Regions from separate parts of the Sus scrofa genome. Here region 2 is linked to region 1. A link is a contact called in public promoter capture Hi-C data. All regions are on one chromosome and are shown on one strand. Each heading gives the region's core, a stretch centred on a gene start, on an enhancer-like site or on the middle of the called end of the contact. The rest is flanking DNA. Distances are from core to core; before and after follow the strand shown.

Region 1 (5,115 bases), core at 672-3,171:
TAGCTTTTATACTTATCTCAGAGAAAGGAAGGGAGAAGAAGACATGGGTAGACAAATTAGCTTCCAAATAAACTTGTTTACAACCTTAAGACCTAAGCTCAGGGTCCAAGTGGACAAAATGCAGAGTCTTCAGAATTGTCACAGTGCATATCTATGGTCTGGAACTTATCAATGGGCTCCATATTGAAGTGAATTCAAACCATGATGGCATCTTTGACAGACAGCCTGGCAGCCTAAACTGGTGAATAGGGGAATGGCTTGGAAATCAAGATACCACAACTGTAGTACTCACTCAGCCAGTAATTAGTGGAGCTCCAGTCCATGGAGTTATTCACATGGGTGTGCCTCAGTTTACTGATCTGTAAAATGGATCTGGTAGAATCTGGTTCATATATAAAATCTCCCATCTTAGGGCTCCGTTCTCAAAGATGTTTAATGAAAGTACAGGGTTAGGTGTTCCCATTGTGACTCAATGGGTTAAGGACCCAATGTTGTCTCTTTGAGGATGTGGGTTCAGTCCCTAGCCTCACTAAGTGGGTTAAGAATCTAGCATTGCCACAAGCTGTGGCATAGGTTGCAAAGGAGACTCAGATCCTTTGTTGCTGTGGCTGTGGCTGTGGAGTAGGCCGGCAGCTGAAGCTCCGATTGGACCCCTAGCTTGGGAACTTCCATATGCTGCAGGTGCAGCCATAAAAAGAAAAAAAAAAATGTGCAGGATTAAATCAAATATTCTGTTGGCTTTTCTTAAGTTGGTTATTACCTGTTACCTCATTTGTTAAACTTAACAGAATTATATATCCTCCTTTAACTGTCATTGAAGCTTTCAAAAATAAGTAATGGTATTACTTAAGGTAAAATCAAAATAATCCTAATCTTAGAATATGCTGTACAAAACACCTCTGAGGTTCTGATATGTATTTAGGGTCTCCCCAGTCCGCTCATGTCCAATCACTGAAATATTTGTCTAAATGTAACTAACTTTCAGTTTTAATAGTTTACCCCTTTGACACAAAGATCCAGCTGTCAAAGTTCATTATGGACTAAGTTCCTGTCAGGGGACTGGGATCATCTGCCACCAAAAACCCTGTTCATTTCCCCTTTCCCAAGGGAGAACAGATACATCTTTGGTTTTAAAATCAACCTGCTTTATTTGTATTATATTGGAGTATAGTTGACTTACAGTGGTGTATTAGTTTCAGGTGTACAGCAAAGTGGATTCATCTATACATACATATATATGCATGCTTTTTTAGATTCTGTTCACATCTGGGTTATGACAGAGTACTGAGCAGAGTTCCCTGTGCTGTATAGCAGGTCCTTGTGGGTTATCTCCTTTATATACAGTAATGTGTATAGATTAATCCTAGACTCCTAATTTACTCCGCCATCCTATGTTTCAGTTTTGGTAACCATAAGTTTCTTTTTCAAGTCTGTGAGTCTGTCTCTGCTTTTTAAATAAGAAGTGCCCATTTGCATCTTTTTTTTTTTTTTTTTAAAGGGCCACACCATAGTATATAGAAGTTCCTGGGCCAGGGGTCCAATAAGAGCTGCGTTTGCAGGACTACACCACAGCAACACTGGATCCGAGCCTCATCTGCAACCTACACCATTGCTTGGAGCAATGCCGGATCCTCAACCCACTGATCGAGGCCAGGGACAGAACCGAATTCTCATGGAGATTATGTCGGGTTCTTAACCCACTGAGCCACAGCGAGAACACCTGTATCTTTTCTTTAAAGAATCAATCTTTTTGTATTCCCATGTATGAAAAGAAAAAGGGGATTTTTTCTTTTTCTTTTTCTTTTTCTTTTTTTTTTTTTTTTTTTTTGACTTGAGGTAGTTGTCTGCCTGTTTGTTTTAACCAGCAGTCCTTGCTTACTCAGCTTTGTGTCGTGAGAAAGTCCAGGACAGTGTGGAATTTAACCTCAGACCAAGGTTCTCCCCTGTTCCCTAGAAAACTGCGAGGAAAAGGTACCATTTGAAAACTCCTTTAACCTGGCCTTTTGATACATTTGGAGCAGTTGTCTCCTTAGCAGCAGCCCCGGTGTGGATACTTCAGACAAAATTATGGAGCCACAGAGTCAGAATTTGAAGACAACACCTCCATTGACTTTAGAAAGATTTCACATTTCTGAAGAGTATGGCTTTCTTCTTCCAAATCCTCTGGTAAGAATAGAGGCTTGGAGCACGTTTCTTAAGATGCTGATTTGTGTGTTAATTTGTTTAGTGGGTGTGGTCATTAAAAAGGTGTAATATATGGAGCTCCCTGATGGCTCAGTGGGTTAAGGATCTGGCCTTGTCACTGTAGCAGCTCAGGTTGTTGCTGTATTGTGAGTTCGATTCCTAGCCGAGGAATTTCCACATGCTGTGGGTGCAGCACACACAAAAAAATACCATAGAAAGAAAGAAAGAAAACAAAGAAAAAGAGAGAGAGGTAATTTAAATACCAAGTCATTCATGTGGGACAGATAATACAAATAAGGCAAAGTGTGATTGCCTACAGAAGTGGCAGCAACAACAGCAGAGGAGAGTTTGTTTTAATGTCAGGTGACTTTTTGCTTTTTGTTTCTGTTTTTTGTCTTTTTAGGGCCTTAAAGCATATGGAGGTTCCAGGCAAGGGGTTGATTTGGAGCTGTGGCAGGCCTACACCACAGCCACAGCAACTCAGGATCCAAGATGCGTCTGCAACCTACACCACAGCTCATGGCAACGCCAGATCTTTAATCCCCTGAGTGAGGCCAGGGATCGAACCGGTGTCCTCATGGATGCTAGTCAGATTCATTTCCACTGAGCCATAATGGGAACTCCTAATGACAGGTTTTTAACAATTTTTTAAATTTATTTAATTTTTTTGGCTACCCCCACGGCATGCCAAATTTCCCAGGCCAAGAATCAAACCCAAGCCCCAGCAGTGACGGCATTCTTAACTGCTAGGCCACCAGGGAAATCCTATGTCATTTTCTTTTTTTTAACACATAAAACTGTATTTAATTCATCTTGTATTGTTGAACATTTAGGTTACTTTCATGATTTTTTCATAGCATGATGAGTACCTTTTGCATAATTAAAGATAATTCTGTAAAATTATTTAATTGCCAGTTTCTTCAAGGTACATGTTTAGGTTCCATTTTTTAAAATAGTTTTCTTAAGAGTTTTTTTTTTTTTTTTGAGGGGAGTATTTTTTAAATTTAATTTTATTGGAGTATAGTTGACTTATAATGTTGAATTAATTTTGGGTTCACAACAAAGTGTATCGTCATACATATAAATACATCCATTCTTTTTTCCCATATAGGTTATGACAAACTATTGAGTAGATTTCCCTGTGCTATACAGTGGGTTCTCATTAATCATCTACTTTATACAGTAGTGTGTATGTGTAATTCCTACCCTCCCAATTCTTTCTCTCTGCCCCCAATGTTTTGGCCTATGGTAACTGTAAGATTGGAAATCTGTAAGCTTGTTTCTGTTTTTTTTTTTTTAGTTAAGTTATTTTGTATCATTTTTATTAGATTCCACATGTAAGTGATAGTCTATGATATTTGTCTTTTGCTGTCTGACTTACTTCACTTAATGTGACAATCTCTAGGTCCATCCATGCTGTTGCAAGTGGCATTATCTCATTCCTTTTGTGGCTGAGTGATATCCCATGATATGCGCCACAGCTTCTTTATCCATTCCTCTGCTGATGAGTATTTAAATTGTGTCCATTTCTTGGCTATTGTATAGTGTGCTGCAGTGAACATAGGGGTGCAAGTATCTTTTCAAATTAGAGCCTTCTCTGGATCAATGCCCAGGAGTGGGATTGCTAGATGGCGTGGTAATTCTATTTTTTCTTGAATGGATTGTCATTCAGTCTATTAAACTTTTGAGCAAATGTTACCCAAAAAAAGGAGAGAGAGAATTTAGATAAAGATCAATTATATGAGCAAATCAGTGTACCTTTACTTCCGAGTGTTAATAGAGGAATACAGACAAAGGTCAGATCTATTCGCTGATCCCAGAAGTCCTCTGTAGGGCTCTTTTTCCTGAGACAAGTCATAGACCTGCAGGTAACCTGAGCATGACAAGTAATAACTTTGGGAGTTCTCATTGTGGCTCAGCAGTAATGCACCCAACTGGTATCCATGAAAATGTGGGTTCAATCCCCAGCCTTGCTCACTGGGTTCAGGATCTGATCCAGCACTGCCATAAGCTGTGGTACTAGGCCGGCTGCTACAATTTGACCCCTACCCTTGGAAATTCTGGATGCCGCAGGTGCAGCCCTAAAATAGACAAAACAAAACAACAACAACAACAAAAAACCCTAAAACAAAAACAAACAAAAAACTCTATCTTGGAGTTCCCATCGTGGCTGAGTGGTTAACGAATCTGACTAGGAACCATGAGGTTGCGGGTTCAATCCCTGGCCTTGCTCAGTGGGTTAAGGGTCCGGTGTTGCCTGAGCTGTGGTGTAGGTCGCAGACGCGGCTCAGATCCTGAGTTGCTGTGGCTCTGGGGTAGGCTGGTGGCTACAGCTCCCATTAGACCCCTAGCCCAGGAACCTCCATATGCCGAGGGAGCGGCCCTCGAAAAGGCAAAAACGAAACAAAACAAAACAACACAAGACAAAACTATATCTTCTAGAAGAATTAGCAATTTTAAAAAATCCTTTAAAAATAAATAAAAGTAATGACTTTGGGGTGTTATGCAGAGGAGTGCTGTAGCCCAGGATTCTGTCCTGTGTTCCCTAATACGGCTACTAGGGTGACTAAGAATGGCCTTTAGTCATTAGAGACCAAAGGAGTTTCAAGATGCAGGATTTTCCATGCGAAACCAGGAAAGTCAGAATTACTGAGTCACCCTCTCTTGCATTTACTACCCTCTTGTGACTAGAATGAATCACAAGCATTACCTGCCTGACTTTCAGTTTTCACGTATGTCTGATGGAGATCCAGTCCCATCCCCACTGGATTGCTAAGGAGCACAAGAATACTTCATAAATCTGCTGTAAGGATAGAAGCCAAGTTCGCCCTACCCTCAGTCTAGAGCTTAAATCAGAATTCCATCCTGTGGGTATAAGTTGATTCAGGGGCACTCTCATCATCTCTAGTTCACAAGATAGGATCAGTAGGC
Region 2 (5,115 bases), core at 1,511-4,010, 1.3 Mb after region 1:
TTATGGTCCTTCTCCCCTGTCCTCCACTTTCCTTTTGTCTGTGGGAAAGCTTAAGCCAAAGAATAAGTTTAATCAGAGAAGTGAGAAAATGCAGAAGCAAAGGAAAGCAGTCAGACAAAACCAGATAATAATAGCTGAGTCACTAAGCAAAGTCAAGGACCTTTAGTTCCTTCTCAATGGCTGTAGATCATATTCTGAGCTGCTTGCCATGATCTGTGAGCTGTTTTTTACAGCTACGAAAACCTCCACCAGGTGGAAGACGTTAGCTACACGATGACCAGACAGTAGCCAGGACATAAGCTGCCACACTTTCGAGAACTGGCTCAAGAAGATGGGAACCAACCAACCTGGGACTAAAGATTAATAGTAGCTAAATCAAGACATAGCTGATCAGACCACCACATGATCAATTTCAAGAAGACTATCAGAACTGACTGTGTTGTTTCTGTATGTAGCCCCCTCCCTAAGCCTATACACCCCTTGACCTTCCCCTTTAAAGAGTCTTGCCCACTCTTTGTCAGCAGGGTGTGGGGGTGGGGGAAGGGGGAGTTGGCCTTTGGACATGAGTCCACCCTCCCCCTCCTACTTCAGTTGCTGGTCTCTGAAATAAAGCAAACTTTCCTTTCCACCACCTGGCCTCTTTATTGGCTTTACAGCAGTGAGCAGCCAGACCCCACTTTTGATAACAGTATCAGAAAGCAGTGCTAACAAGTTATACAGTGGTCCCTCTTATTCAAGGGGGATACATTCCAAGACCCCTCACTACCACCAGTGGATGCTTGAAACTGAAGATATAGCAAACACTATATACATTGTTTTTTCCTATATATACATACCTATGATAAATTTCAACTTATAAATTAGGCTAAGAGATTAATAACAATAATTAATAATGACATAGAATAATTATAAAATATATTGCAATAAAAGTTTTGTGACTGTGGTCTGTCCAGTCATCTTACTGAACTGGACTCACTTATCTCTCTTGTGATAATGTGAGATGATGATAAAAAGCTTACGTGATGAGATGAAGTGAGGTTTTGGGGGAAGGGGAGATGGGACTGCTTGGAGGGCCTGAGTAGGCTTTTGTCTAACACTTGGAAATGAATTGTCCAAGGAGACACAGGTACTGACGAAGCAAAAGATGTTATTGTAAAGGGTGCCCAGGTAGAGAGCAGCAGGGTAAGGGAACCCAAGGGAACCCATGAGTTGCTCTGCCTCGTGGCTTCCAGTCTCAGGTTCATTATTTTATTTTTAATGGCTAAATCATATTCCATTATACATATATGTACCACATCGTCTTTATTCAGGGCCCTTCCTGGTGGTGCATGGATTGCTCAACCAAGGTGATATCCAGTGCCAGTGTTTCTGGGAGGTGGGCAGGACATATATGGGGCTGGCATCTCCTCCCTCCTTTTGGCCCCTCCCAGATTCTTTTTGGGCAGCAGCTTGTGAACACTGTATTCCTTATTGGAACCTCCTGCTGTGAGACAACTCATGCATGCAGCTATTATTGTACTGGACAGGGCAGTTGGTTTCTGCATATGGTTCCATAATGAGGTGAATGATGTAGGCTTTGTAATCCATTAGCTACTATATTGACCTTCTGACAATGGATCAGAAGAGAATCATCTGATTTGGGTGATCCTGGATCTTGATGTCAATACTTAGATGTCAGTTGCAGCCATGGAAGATTGGAAGACCGGGGATCCCAATGGGATGGAGCTGACAGTAAGATTTCATCACACTACACAGAATAGGTATACAATTTGAAACATGAATTGTTTACTTCTGGAATTTTCTATTTAACATTTTGAGCCTGCAGTTGACCGGGGTAACTGAAACCCAGAGTTCTCACTGTGGTGCAACAGGTTAAGGATACACGTGGTATCTTCAGCAGCTTCGGTTGCTGCTAAGGCACGGGTTCAATCCCCAGCCAGGAGCAGCATACTACTGTGGCATAGATTGAAGCTGCGGCTCAAATTCAGTCCCGGGCCAGTAACTTCCAAAGGCCGTGAATGCAGCCAAAAAGAAAAAAACAAAAAAGAAAGCACGACAGAAGATAAGGGGGACTACAGAGAAGGGGTTTCTCTGGCAGCCTTGTCAGAGTATGCTGAGCTCAGGGAGGGCGCCAACCGCCAGTGACAAGCCTGCAAGGAGTGGAGGCTGCGGTGCTGGATGAAAATCTTTGGGGTAGGAGAGAAGACAACAGTTACCTTAGGGAAAGTTGGAAGGGGATGCTTGATAGTGAAGCCCGTGCAGGTTCTCGCTCCTCTCTACCTCCCGCCCTGCTGCCAAACTGATCAGGTCTCAAGCCTGCTTTCTACTTCTAACTGTGCGCCAGCAATTTCTTTTGTAGCGTTGGGTCCAACGTGCAAACTGAGACTTCCAACCAAGAGTGAAAATAAGCCCTTAAAAGTAGTGATCAGAAACTATATCGCCGCGATCAACAGGTAAATGACACACCAGGGAAGTGATACATCGGGGAAATCCCAAGTCTCAAACCCGTGTAGGCTTGGGTGGGGTCGCGCTCCACCGCTCTCCCTGCCGCCAAGCCCTCCAGCACCCCTCCACAGCCCCGCCCAGCCCGGCCTTTTCCTTCCGGATGGACTCCCAAGAGCCGGGGTGGGCGTGGTCAACTCTGGCCCCGCCCACTGCTCGCGTCCCGCCCCGCAGCACGCAGCCTCGGCAGAGCCACTTTACGGCAGTAGAAGAAGGTGGGCCCTAGACTTGAGGAAGGAGGCCCGGCTACGGGGCGGGGAAAGAGGCATTTTGCGGCAGGACGTAAGTGACGGCGCAGGCGGCGCGACAGCAGCTGGAGGGTGGAGGAGGCGGGTTCGTGTTTCCCGGGCCGAACCGGGCTGTGGGGGGGGCTCGGGGCCTGGGTCCGGGAGGTAGTTGAAAGCCTGCGGTGACAGCATGGATGAAGGGGAGTGGGGCGGGGAGCCCTTGGGCTGCTTTGGGAGGTGGGTGGGTCTGCGCGGCTGGCGGGTTGAAGTCCTGGCTCCAGGCCGGGGATCTGACCGTGGTTGGTGTCCCCCGAATCCGCAGCGCGGCCCGTCTAGTCCTCGCCATGAGGCCGCAGCAGGCGCCGGTGTCCGGGAAGGTCTTCATTCAGCGAGACTACAGCAGTGGCACTCGCTGCCAGTTCCAGACCAAGTTCCCCGCGGAGCTGGAGAACCGGGTACGCATCCGGGCTCCCCGCACCTGCTCTGGGGTGGGGCGGCAGGGAGTGCGGGCCGACCCCCGGCCGCCGTGCCCCTGGTGGCTCTGGGAGGGTCAGGCACTGAGGGAGCCTGGGACAGGAGCATTCGAAGAGGGCCACTAAGCGAGCCCTGATGTTTGGAGAGGAAGAATAAGGCCAAGCCTGGGGTCTGATGAGTGAATGGGATTACACGGTGCCCAGTGCCCGGAATCTGCGCCGCCGTCTTCCCCAGTCGTCCCCACCCCTCCTCGGGTTATTGACCACAGTGATGAGGAACTAATTCCTGACGCTCCAGGCCACCTATCTCTGCGTGTTGTAAACTGTATCCTCCAACCTCACCACGCAAGCGAAGTCATCATCATTCTGACTGGCGTTTGTGGCCACTGTGCTAGCTGCGCTGCTGGGCAGAAAGGATTTATTAAGTGCCGTGCCATGCAGTGCAGGCCGGCCTTCTTGGAACCTGAAAAACGCAGCGCAGTGGATGAGCCTGGACAGGGAAATATCTCAGAGTGAGGCCCTCAACTCGGCCCTCCCAGTTCCGATCACAGCGAGCCACCTGTGTTGGGTTGGCTTGCACGTCAAAATTGTCATCAGAAGATGGGGCCTTTGGGCAACCTTACCTACAGAAGGGGATGTGTTTTCCCTTTCTTCAGACTTAGGGAAGATAACGGTGATGGTCATTGTCTTACTTTAAAGGTACAGGGAAGTGAGCGTATGTGAGAGTGTGTTTTCTCTTGTGCCTACAGGTGTTCACACACCCAGAGAAAGGGTGTTTGGTCTTGAGCTTTTGTCTGATAAAACTTACTGTGTGTTTCCTGTCCAGAGGTCAATTTCTGGTTAGATGAGAGCAGGTTTTGTGGCTCTTTCCTCTTTGACAAGAGGGGTGATTAGGCCTGGGCGTGGGACAAAGAAATGCTGGCCATGGGGTAAGTAGGTGTAGGTGACTACATACTGGAGACATGTATAGAAGTCATTTAAAATTAGCTCATAGGGAAGTAGGTGGTTCTACTTGATTGCCAAGGTTGGAAAATCAGCAGTGATCAATTTCAGTGTCCTCTTGTTTGATGCATAACCCTGGGCAGGTTGGTGTCCCAAGTATGTGTCTTTAAATGCAAATTAAAGATCAAACATGCCTCATAAAGATGATTTGTAGATTAGTTTCTGACATGTCATATAAATGCTACAGTTTGTTGTCGCCATGTCATCAGATAACTCAGCCTGATACTAAGCGGACGTTTCCGCAGTCTTTGAAGAGATAGACATGGAGCAAGTTATCTGTTGGCCAGAGCTACTGAATGTTGTGTTTTTGTTTTTTGTCTTCTTAGGGCCACACCCACGGCATATGGAAGTTCCCAGGCTGGGGGTCCAATCGGAGCTGTTGCTGCTGGCCTATGCCAGAGCCACAGCAATGCCAGATCCAAGCCTCATCTGTGACCTACACCACAGCTCACGGCAACCCAGATCCTTAACCCACTGAGCGAGGCCAGGGATGGAAGCTGCAACCTCATGGTTTCCTAGTCGGATTCGTTTCCACCTTGGGAACTCCCTGAATGTTGTTTTTAAAATAATTTAACATCACAGTTGACCTGTTTTACTTGTTAGGACTTATGTGAAATGGATCGAGTGTTTTAGTTTTAAGCCTCTTACAGAAACTTTGATCTAGTACCGTTTATGTACTTTCAAATCAGAATGTAAATTACTCCTTTTCACCATACTTATTTGGATGTCACAAGATACCTTTATTTAAAGGTTGTAAGGTCAGACTTCCAGCTCATAATTTAGCCAAATACATGTATTCAGAATCAGACATTAGTCTTCTACTCTGTGTGTGGTAGAGTCTTTACAGTGCGAATGCAGAATCATAGTGTAGTCACAGAACTCCACTGATTGTTACAGAAAATTGGTATTTC

The links. Promoter capture Hi-C pulls out the DNA fragments that hold promoters and counts their contacts.
Region 2: a promoter capture Hi-C map of liver shows a contact between it and region 1, with 5 times the contacts expected there. The contact joins the promoter of GOLGA7 here to the promoter of IDO2 in region 1. A contact is called at or near these places in 1 of 5 promoter capture datasets (liver) and 1 of 2 datasets of contacts at active chromatin or transcription factors (alveolar macrophages).

The regions. Positions count from the first base shown.
Region 1 is chr17:9,275,118-9,280,232 of Sscrofa11.1, forward strand. It overlaps IDO2 (indoleamine 2,3-dioxygenase 2), which reads left to right and starts at 1,922. Exons shown (of 12, transcript XM_021077736.1): 1 at 1,922-2,166.
Region 2 is chr17:10,621,619-10,626,733 of Sscrofa11.1, forward strand. GOLGA7 (golgin subfamily A member 7) reads left to right here and starts at 2,761. Exons shown (of 6, transcript XM_005672664.3): 1 at 2,761-2,784; 2 at 3,052-3,184. The coding sequence starts at 3,074.